Linked DNA regions of Macaca fascicularis: region 1 is linked to region 2. Evidence: chromatin contacts called from public Hi-C data. All regions are on one chromosome and are shown on one strand. The core of a region is the stretch at or near the end of the contact, and the rest is flanking DNA. Distances in the headings are between cores, read along the strand shown.

Region 1 (6,744 bases), core at 1,848-4,347, 260 kb after region 2:
TCTCAGGTGATCCACCCGCCTCAGCCTCCCAAGGTGCTGGGATTACAGGCATGAGTTACCGCGCCCAGCCTCCCTGAACATTCTTGATAGGTTAAAAAATAATAATAATAATTCAAATCAGTAACTCTGACACTATTTGGATAAACTGGTAAATGTATGCAAATAAGGTTATTCTGATTTGTTACATTTTCTAAAATCCCATTCTTACCTATCAGTATTTAAGTTCAGTCCAAGAGAATGCAGAGAATTTTTATCAGATTCTACAGAAGATGAAGTTTTGTGTAAGGTTTTCACCAAGTCAAACTCTTCCATAGTGTAAAGAAATTGTTATATTCTCTTATTTGAAAATAAAGGTTCTTGGACTGTTTGAGGAAAGTGAATCCGTGTCATCTTCAGAGGCTTCATCGTCTACTGGCATTTTCAGTGGCTAACATTCAGAACTGTGAAATATCCTAAACTTCCAAGAGAGTCTGAAAATGAATGGGGGAAAAGAAACTACTATAAAAAGCCACTAAACCTAGCAACTGCTTTTACATAACTTTGGAAACCTTAACTTCTTTCATGCAGATCTCCATTAAGGATAGCAACAGTATTCATAATAATCAAAATGTAGAAACCACCCAAATGTCCATCAGTGGCTAAACGGATAAACGAATGAAGCATATCCATAGAACAGGCTAGGATTCAGCCATAAAAAGACATATGCTACAACACAGATGAACACTAAAGCTACTATGCTAAGTAAAAAAAGCCAGTCACAAAAGACCACAGACTATATGATTTCATTGATATGAAATATCTTGAATTGGCAAATTTATAGACAAATGGCTGCCAGGAGCTGGAGGAAGGAGAGAATGTGAGTGAGTGCAGTTGGTATGGAGTTTCCTTTGGGGTGATAAAAAATTCTGGAATTAGTGATGATGGCTGGACAACCTTGTGAACTAAAAACCACTGAATTGTACACTTTTAAAAGGCTGAATTTTATGGTATATGAATTATGTATTATGTATCTCAATTAAAAATCTACATCAAGGATTATTTGCAAAAGTAGCATCACCTTTTTCAGGTAATATTTCAGATTTTTATATGTTTCATAATCAACGTTCTGTTTTTTAGAGACAGCATCTTGCTACATTGCCCAGGCTGGTCTACAACTCCTGGCCTCAAGCGCTCAGCCTTCCGAGCAGGGGGGATTACAGTGCAAACCATTTTGCCAGGCTTTACAATGAAGGTTCTAGATACAATTCTATTATGTAACAATTGGAATACTTGCATGCCTTATTCATTTGTTTAATAAATTCTACCAAGTATATATGTTTGTTGACTTATACAGAGACTAGAAGAACTGAACTACTTAATATTTGTTTTAAAAAGAGCCAATTAAACTGTTAACAACCATAGCTTCCCCATTGTGTGGAGGTACATTTTGAACTATATATATGGTCTTTTGTCTCTGTGCAGCTATTCTTAGAAAATAAACCAGCTGGACACACTGGAGCCTGCCTGCTGCTACTGGGAGCATGTCCCAGCTACTCTGGAGGCTGAGGTGGGAGGATCACTTGAGCCCAGGAGTTCAAGGCTGCAGTGAGCTATGATCCTGCCACTGCATTCCAGCTTGGGCAACAGAGCAAGACTCCATCTCCTAAAAAATAAAAATAAAAATACTAAATAAAAAAATTATTTGCCAGGCCAACTAAAATTTCACTGAAGCTGGGTATATACAATGGCAAATTGGCTGTAACAGGTCAAACAAGATGCCTCCTTCCTGGGGAATTCATGCATTTATAAAAGAGCAAGGGGGCAAGAAGAAAAAGGAGAAATAAAGGGAAAAAAAACTCAGCTGCTCACAAACTGAAAAGCTTAGAGAGTGCAACAGGAATACTGTCTAGTATTCCGCTTCCGCTAGATTCCCACTTTTAGGTCCTGCTTCTATAAAGCATTACACAAAAACAGGGACCATTTCCTTCAGGGACAGGAGTGAATGCAAAGGGTAACCGGACCTAACTAAATTGACTTTTCCCCAGTGGCTCAGCCCATCACCCACGACAAATGGGGCACTGAAACAGTCAAGGACTGCCCCTTCCAACTGGCAACAGAAATACCTGGATTCCAATCTCCGTGCTGTTATGCCACGAAAACACAAGCTCTCCAGGGAGATGGACCTGCAACCCCATCTATTATTTCCCCTGCTGAGGTAATCCGGATCCGGATGCAGATCCAGATGGAAAACCACTACAAATTCAAGGATGCTTCTCTATTGGAGTGGAGGTGCTATGGGGAGGGCAGGGAAGTAAGAGGGAAAAATCCTTAAACACCCACATATACAATGCAAAAAAAAAATTTTTATTTTGATACAGAATGAATATAAGAGCAGAGCTTTTACATTTCTCAGCAACAAGATATGACGCTTTTGGTGTCCCCACCCCCTAGCAAAAAAAGGGAGCTGGGCAAAAGGAACGATTGGCGGTTATGAAACATGAAAGTTAACTGGGCGCTCCGCCTTGCCTGGAGGCTTGGGGGAGAGAAAGAGATTTCAGATAGGGATGAGACCAGATCCTGACATTCTGGGGCTCACAGCCAGCCCGCAATGGCTGGTGGCCATTGTGGGAAGGAGAGGGAGAATTCATGCAGTCGCCTAAGCTACGGAAAGCAGGGAGGACGGAGAAAAGCCACCGCTCCTTCAACTACAACCGCGATCCCAAAAGGAAGCCGGGACACCTTGGCAAAAAACGGGAGGAAAAAAATAAATAAATAAATAAATAAAACCACAAATCCCCCGCCCCTCGGGAAGGGCGCTCCGCTATTGGGCCGCGCGAGTGTCACTCAAGGGCGCCGGGTCTAGAAAAGGCGCACCGCGGCCGGGCAGAGCGCCCACACCGCGAAGGGCTGCGGTGGGGTCAAGTTCATCGGCCACCGTCTCCTCACACCCCAGCCCATCACCACACTCAGGGGGCCGCTAAGACGGTGTCTCCTAAGTCTCGTCCCCTGTCCCCAGCGGCCTACAGCTCCCTGCAGGCTGGCGGCCGCTTACCTGGCCGCCGCTCCCGCTGCCGATGTCAGGGTCAGGAGAGGGGCCTCTCGCGACCGTTACTCGAGAGAGCGCGCGCGCGCGCCCGGCGTCTCGCCGGTGATTGGCTGCCCGGAAGGAGGCGGAGACAGCCAAAGGAGGTGCGCGCGTCCACCTCGCCCTTCCCCCTCGCGCAGCTCCAACCAGAGATGTCCAACCCCGGGGGTGTGACAAGGGAGTGGGGTTGCTGTGAAACCCTCTTCTCTGATTGGCTCTCTGGAAGCCAGCCGCTGCCACGAGGGAAAGAAGCTTCAGTTTGTCGCATGCGCAGTGAGTAAACATGAGCCTCTGGTAGATGAGGGAAACCGCGATCAGAGTACGGCGCGTGCGCAGATCAGGGATCGCGATTGCGAGTCCTCTGCTGCGGCGATTCGGGTTCCTGTAGAACGTTGAGGGCACTAGTCGGGTCCTGAGACCAGGTAAGTGTCTGCGGAGAAGTCAGGTAACCCTACGGCTGCCGACGACTGTCAAGGGCTCCGGAGAGAGGACTGGGAGCCGGGACGCCTGGGGTTTTCCCGTCTTGCGACCCCGAGTGGCGCAGCCAGTTTACCTGAGGCCGCGCTGGCGGTGGGGTGGGGCCGGCGCTGACACCCTAGCTCAGTTTTCTCGAGACCTGGTTTACGCTAGGTGCTGTGGGTCGGCCCTGGGGCAGTTCAAGCACTTAGGGCAGGGGAGAGGAGAGACTACCGTCCTGGAAAAAACGGTTCCACGGAGGCCCAAGGCAAAACGGAAGGATCCTCATGTACTTAGCTGAGTGGAGCTGTGAGCACGCATCAGGTGCTGTTTCAGGCCTGGCACGTAGTAGGGGTCAGCACTTCCCTCGCTAGGCTTCTGCGGAGATATTTGTTTTTTTAAATAGACGTGTGGGGGGGGGGGGGGGTCTCACCATGTTGCCCAGGCTGTTCTTGAACTCCTGGCCTCAAGCAATCCTCCTTCCTCGGCCTCCCAAAGTGCTGGGATCACAGGCGCCAGCCACCCTGCCCTACTTTTGAAGGACCTAAGGGAACCCGCTCTCCTTCCCGTGGGTCCCCAGCCCATTTCATGCGCACTGTGCAGGCCACATTCTTCAGCCTAGTTAACCTTTAAGGTCCTTCCAGCTCCTCGATTTCCCTCCAGGAGTTCTGGCTCACAGTAAAGGAACTTCCCTGGCACTATCACTTAGGCCTCCACGACCCAGGAGATGGATTTGCCCTTGGAATGACAGATTTGCCAGGAGGCCTTCCATCTCATTTGAGCTTCCTAAGTATACCTACCAATTTTTATTTTTTACTTTTTTTTATTTTTTTAGGGGGGGTAGGGACAGGGTCTCAGTCTGTCACCCAGGCTGGAGGGCAATGGCGTGATCTTGGCTCACTTTAACCTCTGCCTCCCGGGTTCAAGCGATTCTTCTGCTTCAGCCTCCGGAGTAGCTGGGAATACCGGTGCCCGCCACCACATCCAGCTAATTTTTTGTATTTTTAGTACAGACGGGGTTTTGCCGTATTGGCCAGGCTGGTCTCGAACACCTGACCTCAGGTCATCCTCCTGCCTCGGCCACCCAAAGTGCTGGGATTACAGGCATGAGGCACCACGCCTGGCAATTTTTAAAGGGTAAATTTGATATTATCCTGTTTTTCGTGATTTTTTAAATTATATTACATAATTCCAAAATATATTTTATGTTTAAACCAGGACTTGCTTCATTGAAGATGGTTTTATCTTTCAGTGCGAGCCTGCTGGGAAGTCAGGCTATATTTTTGGCATCACAGTGATCTCCTTAGTACCTGATTTCATAGACGAGAATTATGACCCCACCAAATAACATGTTTTCAGTAATGTCATGGCTTATCAAGTACTTCTTAAATTGGACCATACCAAGTAAAATAATTTACAAGCCACTGTTCTAGATGCCTTTTCACCCTAAGCTCTAAAACAAAGGCCCATGAAATAATCAGATCCCAGACTGGGTTTGTGTCATAAGATCACAGCGTATGTGGTATGTCATTCTGAAGTTCCTCAGCCTTGTAGTTGAGAGATCTGACATGCTCCCATTTAGTGAGCACTAAGTACTTTACATTTATGGCAACATGTATGATTTTGTTCTCACTCTAGGTAGTAGTATCTCCATTTTACAGATGAGGAAATAGAGCCAAAGTTGCCCAGTAAGTAAATTGTGGCATTGAGACATTGAATGCAGGTCTATTGGCCACAGAGCTCGCACTCCTCGGCAGTAAGACCTTTTTGGGACAAAAGAAAAAATGAGAGGAGTGGTCAAATACAGAATATGAGTTACCTTTTTTTTTTTGGTGAGACGATGTCTCGTTCTCTCGCCCAGGCTGGAGTCCAGTGGCGCACTCTCCGCTCACTGCAAGCTCCACCCCCCAGGTTCACGTCATTCTCCTGCCTCAGCCTCCCTAGTAGCTGAGACTACAGGCGCCCACCACCACGCCCGGTTATTTATTTATTTATTTATTTTGTATTTTTAGTAGAGACAGGGTTTCACCATGTTAGCTAGGATGGTCTCGATCTCCTGACCTCGTGATCCGCTCGCCTTGGCCTCCCAAAGTGCTGGGATTACAGGCGTGAGCCACCGCGCCCAGCCTAGTAGTGAGTTATCTTAATTGTTCACAGTCACAGATCAAGCTTCTTGTTCTACTCTTTCCCTCTTCTCTACTGTACTTGACTAGTCTTTTTAAAAAGAGAAAGTTGGCCGTGCGTCGTGGCTCATGCTTATACTCCCAGCACTTTGGGAGGCCGAGGCAGGCGGATCACTTGAGGTCAGGAGTTGGAGACCAGCCTGGCCAACATGGTGAAATCCTGTCTCTACTAAAAATACAAAAATTAGCTGGGCGTGGTGGCTGGTGCCTATAATCCCAGCTACTTGGGAGGCTGAGACAGGAGAATCGCTGGAACCCGGGAGGCAAAGGTTGTAGTGACCCAGGATCGTGCCACTGTACTCCAACCTGGGCAACAGAGTGAGACTCTGCCTCAAAAAAATAAATAAATAAAATTTAAAACAGAAAAAGTTAAGGAAAAGGAGCTAACATTGCCTAAGGAACTGGAAAAAGATCTGGAGATACTATGAAAGGTAACGAAACAAGGTGTAGAAAGGATAATTTAGTTTCAAAAATTGAAAACCTAATGGTCTTCCAAGATAGGTCTTCCTGAGATAATCAGGAAATGTGCATCTCTTATTTTCTTTATTTGTATTAAATACAATAATGTATCTGAAAGTGCTTTGCAGCTGGACGTGGTGGCTCACACCTGTAATCCCATCACTTTGGGAGGCTAAGGCAGGAGGATTGCTTGAGCCCATGAGTTCAAGACCTGCCTGGGCAACATGGCAAGACCCCATCTCTACAGAAAATTAAAAACTAGCCAGGTATGGTGGTACACACCTGTGGCCTTAGCTACTGGGGAGGCTGAGGCGAAGAAGCTTGCTTGAGCCCAGGAGGACAAGGCTGCACTGAGCCATTTTTACTCCACTGCACTCCACTTAGGTGACAGAGGGAGACCCTGTCTCAAAAAAAATAAAAAATAGAAGAAGAAAGTGCTTTGGTTTCGGTATCTTTAAGTCCTAAACAAACACAAGGCATCATTAATAGAAATACAGGCTTTGAGACTTTTAGAAGAAAATATACAGTGGTGGTGTTGCTGCTTTTTCAATGTGTTTCTGTTTTAATAGTATGGTTGATAAA
Region 2 (7,115 bases), core at 1,786-4,285:
GGCAGTTCGGCAGGTTTTTTTATAAAACTAACTATATTCTTACTACATGATCAAGCAATCACACTTCGTGATATTTACCCAGAGGAATTAAACATTTACGTCTACAGAAACACCTGTCCACAGATGTTTATAGAAGCTTTATTATTATTACTTTTGCGATGGAGTCTCACTCTGTCTCCCAGGCTGGAGTGCAATGGCATGAACTCAGCTCACTGCAACCTCCACCTCCCAGGGTCAAGCGATTCTCCTGCCTCAGCCTCCTGATCAGCTGGGATTACAGGAGCCTGCCACCATGCCCGGCTAATTTATTTATTTTTTTGAGATGGAGTCTCACTCTGTCACCCAGGCTGGAGGGCAGTGGTGTGATCTCGGCTCACTGCAACCTCCATCTCCTAGGCTCCAGTGACTCTCCTGCCTCAGCCTCCCGAGTACCAGGGATTACAGGGGCACGCCACCATGCCTGGCTAATTTTTGTATTTTTAGTAGAGATGAAGTTTCACCATGTTGGCCAGGCTGGTCTCGAACTCCTGACCTCAGGTGATCCGCTGGCCTCAGCCTCCCAAAGTGCTAGGATTACAGGCGTGAGCCACCATGCCTGGCCTCTATGTCAATTTTTTTTTTTTTTTTTTGAGATGGAGTCTCGCCCTGTTGCCCAGGCTGGAGTGCAGTGGCCAGATCTCCGCTCACTGCAAGCTCCGCCTCCCGCGTTCGCGCAATTCTCCTGCCTCAGCCTCCCGAGCAGCTGGGACTACAGGCGCCCGCCACCTCGCCCGGCTTATTTTTTTTGTATTTTTAGTAGAGACGGGGTTTCACCGTGTTAGCCAGGATGGTCTCGATCTCCTGACCTCGTGATCCGCCCGTCTCGGCCTCCCGAAGTGCTGGGATTACAGGCTTGAGCCACCGCACCCGGCCTCTGTGTCAATTTTTAAAGTATGTGTATATATACACATATACAAACATATACATTTGATTACACATGCATGTACATACATTCACATACACATATACGTGCCACTCTGGAATCAGAATACTCTAATTCCAGAGCGTTCTAATTCTGGTTCTGCTATTCACTAGGTTTATGACTCTAGATAGGTTCCTATACCACTGAGCCTCAGTTTCCTTATCTGTAAAATGGGGATAATAATACCTTAAGCAGTCAGCAAAGATGTCAGTGCTGGCTGGCAGCACACGTTGATTCAGTACTTTCTGGTAAATATTCTCGCTGCTGCTCCCTGTGGTGACTGAGCCCAGAGTGTCTGGAAGGGGGAGGGGGTCCATGGAGAGGGCCAATCTAAACTGATTAGCAGGCCGGGCGCTGTGGTCTCAGTTCCAGACCAGCCTGGCCAACATGGCGAAATCTCGTTTCTACTAAAATACAAGAACTTTGGGAGGCCGAGGCCGAGGCGGCTGGATCACGAGGTCAGGAGATTGAGACCATCCTGGCTAACACGGTGAAACCCTGTCTCTACTAAAAATACAAAAAAAAAAAAAAAAAAAAAATTAGCCGGGCGTGGTGGGGGGCGCCTGTAGTCCCAGCTACTCAGGAGGCTGAGGCAGGAGAATGGTGTGAACCCGGGAGGCGGAGCTGGCAGTGAGCCGAGATCGCGCCACTGCACTCCAGCCAGGGTGACAGAGTAAGACTCCGTCTCAAAACAAACAAACAAACAAACAAAAAACAAAAAAAATAGCTGGGCGTGGTGGCGCGTGCCTATAATCCCAGCTACTCGGCGAGGCTGAGGCAGGAAAATTGCTTGAATCCGGGAGGCAGAGGTTGCAGTGAGCCGAGATAGCGCTACTGCACTACAGCCTGGGTGAAATTCCATCTCAAAAAATAAATAAGTAAATAAATAAACTGATACATAGTACACGCTCATCTTGCAAACTGCTGCAAAGGGAGAGGGGATGAGGATGGGGTGGGGTACTGCATGTGCCAGGCCTGCCTGGTGGCTGGCTGGGGAGCCGACCTGCTCTGGGCCTCCTGGGGGAAAAAGGGCAGTTAGGCGGGTAATGACCACTGAGCAGGAGAAATGGAACCTTTCCTAGATAGCAGGGCCTCTCGCTATCACTGGGCAATCAAGACGACTGTAAAACTTTAAACACCTTCTCGGGCCGGGCAGCTCTGCACGAGAAAACCCCAAATCCCACATACTCCCACCACTCCCAGAAGCCCTGTGGTGGTGAACTGGGGAACTCAGAGGGCAGGCTGTTGGGTTCAAACGCCATATTTGTCCCTTACTGGATGTGTGACCTGCGGTGGGTCCCTGTGCCTCTCTGGGTCTCAGTTTCCCCATCTGTAACACGGCGATGTAATAGTACCTAGCTCAAAGGTTTAATGCTGGCAGATCACTGAGCAAAGGTGCGAGGACGGAAGAGGCTCGGTCTGCAGGACTTGTCATTTGTTGGCCGCGGTGAGACCACGCCCCGTCGCCATCCCACATCTGACCCCGCCCTCCCGCGTCCATTGGGAACGCCACCGGAAGTAACGCGAGGCGGAACGTTTTAGCGGAGACACTCACTGGAGCAATCTGAGGTACTCCAAGAGACTGTGGCGGAGGGACCGGAAGCGCCAGGCAGGGACCCGGGGTAGATGCTAAATCCAAACTCAAACGCACAGGTCTGGATGATTGAAGCAGCGGCGGGAACTAGTAGGACCTCCGAGCTCTTTAAACTGTCCTCAGCCTTCCCCGTGGGCTCGGCCGGTTCTCCACAGGCTCCGAGCAGAAGAGGGGCCGACGTTTAAGTCAAAGGCCTTGGGGCTCCGAGTCCCTCCCTCTCCCCGTCCTGTGAACGCGCGACCCAGTTCAGCTGTCTGTAAAGTGGAGCCATTAGTCCCTGCCTCGTGGTGGGAAAACTGAGAGGCGGAACGAGGGGGCCGCCGGTCCCAACCCGTCCCAGGAGCATCTTTCTCCGCAGACCGTTTCCTGGCGAGGTGCATCTTCGTCCTTTTCCGCCCTTGGGAACTTACAGCGGCCCCTTGGCCGCTGGTTCCGCACCTCCCGCGGTTGGGGCGTACCCGGAAGTGCCCCTGCGGAAGCGGGCAGGGCCGTGGGCGCTTCACTATGGCGACGGTGGCGGCTCCGCGGCGCTTCTGCCGCTGCGCCTGCTTCTACACGGATAACTTGTACGTGGCGCGCTATGGGCTGCACGTGCGCTTCCGAGGCGAGCAGCAGCTGCTCCGGGACTACGGCCCGGTGAGTGGCCGCTGTTGTCCCTACGGAGCAGTGGGCAGAGAGGGGCAGTGGCGGAGGGAAGTTCGTCCCCAAGGTCGTTTGCTTCCCTTCGGCGCGCACCGCATCCTTAAATACAAGAATGACGGCCTCTCTGTACCTCAGTTTTCTCACCGTAAAGGGGTAATAGTATCTCTCTGTGAGGTTGTGAGGAAGGAATGAACACGCATGTAGAGGGCTTAGGACAGGGCCGGGCTCAGCTTGCCACCTTATAGCAACACCAGCCCGGAGCCCTGCCGTCAGCTTGACAAGGTTCCGGAGTTCATCCTCTCCATGATCCTTTGAGGTTGGGGCTCCTCTCCCCATTTTAAGCAGGGGAAACTGAGGCTTAGTGAAGGGACTTCCTAAGGGCGTACAGTAATGCTCAGTGTTCTTTCTGCTCCCAGATCCTGCGCAGCCGAGGCTGTGTTAGCGCCAAGGACTTCCAGCAGCTGTTAGCAGAGGTACCAGTCCCCTGCCCCTGCACAGCTCCTCCTTGTTAGATTTGTGTCCGCAGCTTGAGGGGTCCCCTAGCCTCAGTCCCTGATCCCTGAAGGATCACTTAGGCCCTCACTTTCCTCCTTCCTGCCCCCCACTCATCCCTCCACACCTGGGTCTTGGCACCAGGAGAGAGAAGGGGAAATGCTGAGTTGCCTAGTCATGCCGTTCTTAACACCTCTGCGAGATAAGCACAAGCACCACCCTCATTTTGGATTGAGAAGCTGAGGCTTAAAGAAGGATCACTTGCCCAAGCTTTTTTTTTTTGACATGGAGTCTTGCTCTGTCGCCCAGGCTGGAGTGCAGTGGCGCGATCTCGGTTCACTGCAAACTCCGCCTCCCGGGTTCACGCCATTCTCCTGCCTCAGGCTCCCGAGTAGTGGGGACTACAGGTGCCCGCCACCAAGCCCGGCTAATTTTTTGTATTTTTTAATAGAGACAGAGTTTCACCATGTTAGCCAGGATGGTCTCGATCTCCTGACCTCGTGATCCACCCTCCTCGGCCTCCCAAAGTGCTGGGATTACAGGCGTGAGCCACCGCCCCCGGCCACTTGCCCAAGCTTTTACAGCAGGAGCGGATGCGATCCTAGCCGTGGCTTCCAGACCCCTGGGCTCCTCACACCTTCCCACATACCCCGCAGGCTGCTGCCAGGGTTGCTGACCCACCCCTCCTCCCCCTTCCCCTGGAGTCAGTGGTGGGAAGCTTCCCAGGAGAGTCCTCAGCAACCTCTGGAACACAGGAGTTGGCCATGACTGTCTCCCTCCCCTGTGTGGGCCCAGATGGTTGAGGTACATCTAGGGGTTCTCATCCCAGCTAGGCTCAGGTTGGGCAGCCTGAAACAGGATGGGTCTCCTTCTAGAAGTCCCTTTCAGCTAACAATCTGGAACTTGCAATTGACACAGATAGATTCAGGAGTGTAGGCTAGACTTGGCTTCCAGCCTGGGCCCTGTCTGGCGTTCCTGGGCTTCAGTTTCTTCATCTGTACAGTGGCCTCAGGAGGATGGGAGGCCCCACCTGGTAACAGCCTTGTGCCACCCCAGCTGGAGCAGGAGGTGGAGCGGCGGCAGCGGCTCGGGCCGGAGTCAGCGGCTAGGAAAGCCCTCATCGCGAGTTCCTACCACCCAGCGCGGCCTGAGGTCTATGACTCACTGCAGGTACCAGCCAGCCAGAGTGCTTGAAGGCCGGTACTGGAAAGAGGAGGCAGCATCCAGGGCTGAGGGGCTGCCTGTCCCATAGCTGGTGTGTTCTGCCCCCAGGATGCAGCTCTGGCCCCCGAGTTTCTGGCCGCGGCTGAGTACAGTGTGTCCCCGGGCGCAGACCTCAAGGGCCTTCTCCAGCGGCTGGAGACGGTATCAGGTGAGGTCCTAGCCCTGAGACCTGGCAGGACCAGGGGATGGCAGCCTGGGAAACCTGGGTGTGGGATACTGGGGTCCCTCCAGCCACCATCTCTGCCTCCAAAAACCAAAGCAGCAGGAGCTGGAAGGGTCAGTGGGACCAGCCTGCCAGGAACAGGACATCTGCATTCATTCAATACCTGCCATGAGCCTGGTATCTTCATTCCTTCCTTCACACCTTCCTTCGTGCCCTCATCCAGCAAATAGTAGGTATTTGTGTCAAATGTGGGACAGCTGGCACACTGAAACAAGGCTGATCCAAGATCTTTTTTTTTTTTTTGAGACAGAGTCTCGCTCTGTCGCCCAGGCTGGAGTGCAGTGGCCGGATGTCAGCTCACTGCAAGCTCCGCCTCCCGGGTTTATGCCATTCTCCCGCCTCAGCCTCCCGAGTAGCTGGGACTACAGGCGCCCGCCACCTCGCCCGGCTAGTTTTTGTGTCTTTTTTAGTAGAGACGGGGTTTCACCATGTTAGCCAGGATGGTCTTGATCTCCTGACCTCGTGATCCGCCCGCCTTGGCCTCCCAAAGTGCTGGGATTACAGGCTTGAGCCACTGCGCCCGGCCGATCCAAGATCTTAAAGGGACCACTGAGACAGGTGTGGGCAGGGTAAAGGGACCAGTAAGGAATGGCAAAGCCCCGCCCCCCAGGGCTGGCAACGGGAGGGAGCAGTTACCACCTGGAGTTGTGGCTCTGGGCAGAGGCCTGGAGCCATGCCAGACTCCAAGTAGGGCAAAAAATGCCCCATTTCTCCTCTTACCTTTGGATTTCCTGCTGGGCTTACTTATTGGCTAAACCCAGCAGGAAATGCTGGGCAAGGGAGGTTTGCGTATTGTTTAACCTCTGTGACTCAGTTTCCTCATCTGTAAAATGGGAGCAACAGTAACCCCCTCTCTTAAGGCACCGTGATGATCAAGTGAGTTAATCTACATAGAGTGCCTGACACAGGCCCGTACCTAGTGTTTGGAAAGTGTTTCCTCTTACTGGCACTGATAGCCTGGGCTAGGGGCTCCTGTGGGAGACAGATATGTTTCCCCTCATGGAGGCTGTGCTTTGTTAGGGGGCATGGGTGGAAGGAACTCCCCTCCTCCCAGCCTGGGGGTGCTCTCCTCATTGCCTTCCACTCCCCGGCAGCTGAGATTGTGCTGAGGCTGTTGGCTGGGGCAGGGCCCAGGCTGCGAGGTGGCCCCATTGGGGGCACACTAGCCCTGCACCCCTGGGCACTGGTGCATCTGCCAAGAAATGTTTAGGTTTCCATTCTCAGCCTGGCTTCTTCCCCCTCCAGGACCCAGCAAGAAAGAACAGCCTCTCCTGGCCTTCCTGCTGGGGGACAGAGGCTCCCAGAGCCACTTCTGAGTTGGGGTACAGACCTCGGTGGCTCATCAGGTGAAAGGAGGTGCAGAGAGCCTGAAGTTGGCTCTGTGATCCCAGCTTGGTCGTCACTGGCCTGCCGGGTGTCGCTGGGCTACTTCCTTTCCCTCTATGGGCCTCAGGACCCATATGGGAGCTCCCAGGGCCAGCCCTGTGGACACTTGTGGAGTCTGGGGAATGGTTCCGGGCATAAGTAGGGGGGCATGGGAATCAGCCTCCCCTGCTCCTCATGTTACTTCAGTCATCACAACAGCCCTGAAAAGCGAGGGCCTTATCCCCATGGCACAGGTGATGAAACTGAGGCTTGGGGGAGTGAACAGACACGCCCAGACTCACATGGTTCACGGGAAGACTGAAGCCCAGGCTTGGCCGGCCCACAGCCACATTCAGGCCAACAGACCATCCCTCCTTCCACAGGGGAGAAGCGCATCTACCGGGTGCCTGTGTTCACAGCACCCTTCTGCCAGGCCCTGCTGGAAGAGCTGGAGCACTTCGAGCAGTCGGACATGCCTAAGGGGAGGCCCAACACCATGAACAACTACGGGGTGGGTGAGGCCTGGCCAGTGGCAGAGGAGGGGGTGGCTGAGGTCAGGAGGCAGTGTTGGAGGTGCTGCAGATGGGCTGCCTGCCCGGGCTGCGAAAGGTCAC

Evidence for each region. Hi-C and Micro-C count contacts between places; a contact is called where the count stands out from the background.
Region 1: a Hi-C map of liver shows a contact between it and region 2, with 4 times the contacts expected there. The contact joins the promoter of MPHOSPH9 here to the promoter of OGFOD2 in region 2. A contact is called at or near these places in 2 of 2 Hi-C or Micro-C datasets (liver and skeletal muscle).

What each region holds. Positions count from the first base shown.
Region 1 is chr11:130,357,824-130,364,567 of T2T-MFA8v1.1, forward strand. MPHOSPH9 (M-phase phosphoprotein 9) reads right to left here and starts at 3,098. Exons shown (of 23, transcript XM_065525278.2): 1 at 3,032-3,098; 2 at 209-470. The coding sequence starts at 312. It overlaps MTRFR (mitochondrial translation release factor in rescue), which reads left to right and starts at 2,870. Exons shown (of 3, transcript XM_045366739.3): 1 at 2,870-3,337.
Region 2 is chr11:130,093,970-130,101,084 of T2T-MFA8v1.1, forward strand. It overlaps OGFOD2 (2-oxoglutarate and iron dependent oxygenase domain containing 2), which reads left to right and starts at 3,036. Exons shown (of 7, transcript XM_074008302.1): 1 at 3,036-3,191; 2 at 3,614-3,670; 3 at 4,693-4,859; 4 at 4,962-5,061; 5 at 6,885-7,012. The coding sequence starts at 6,974.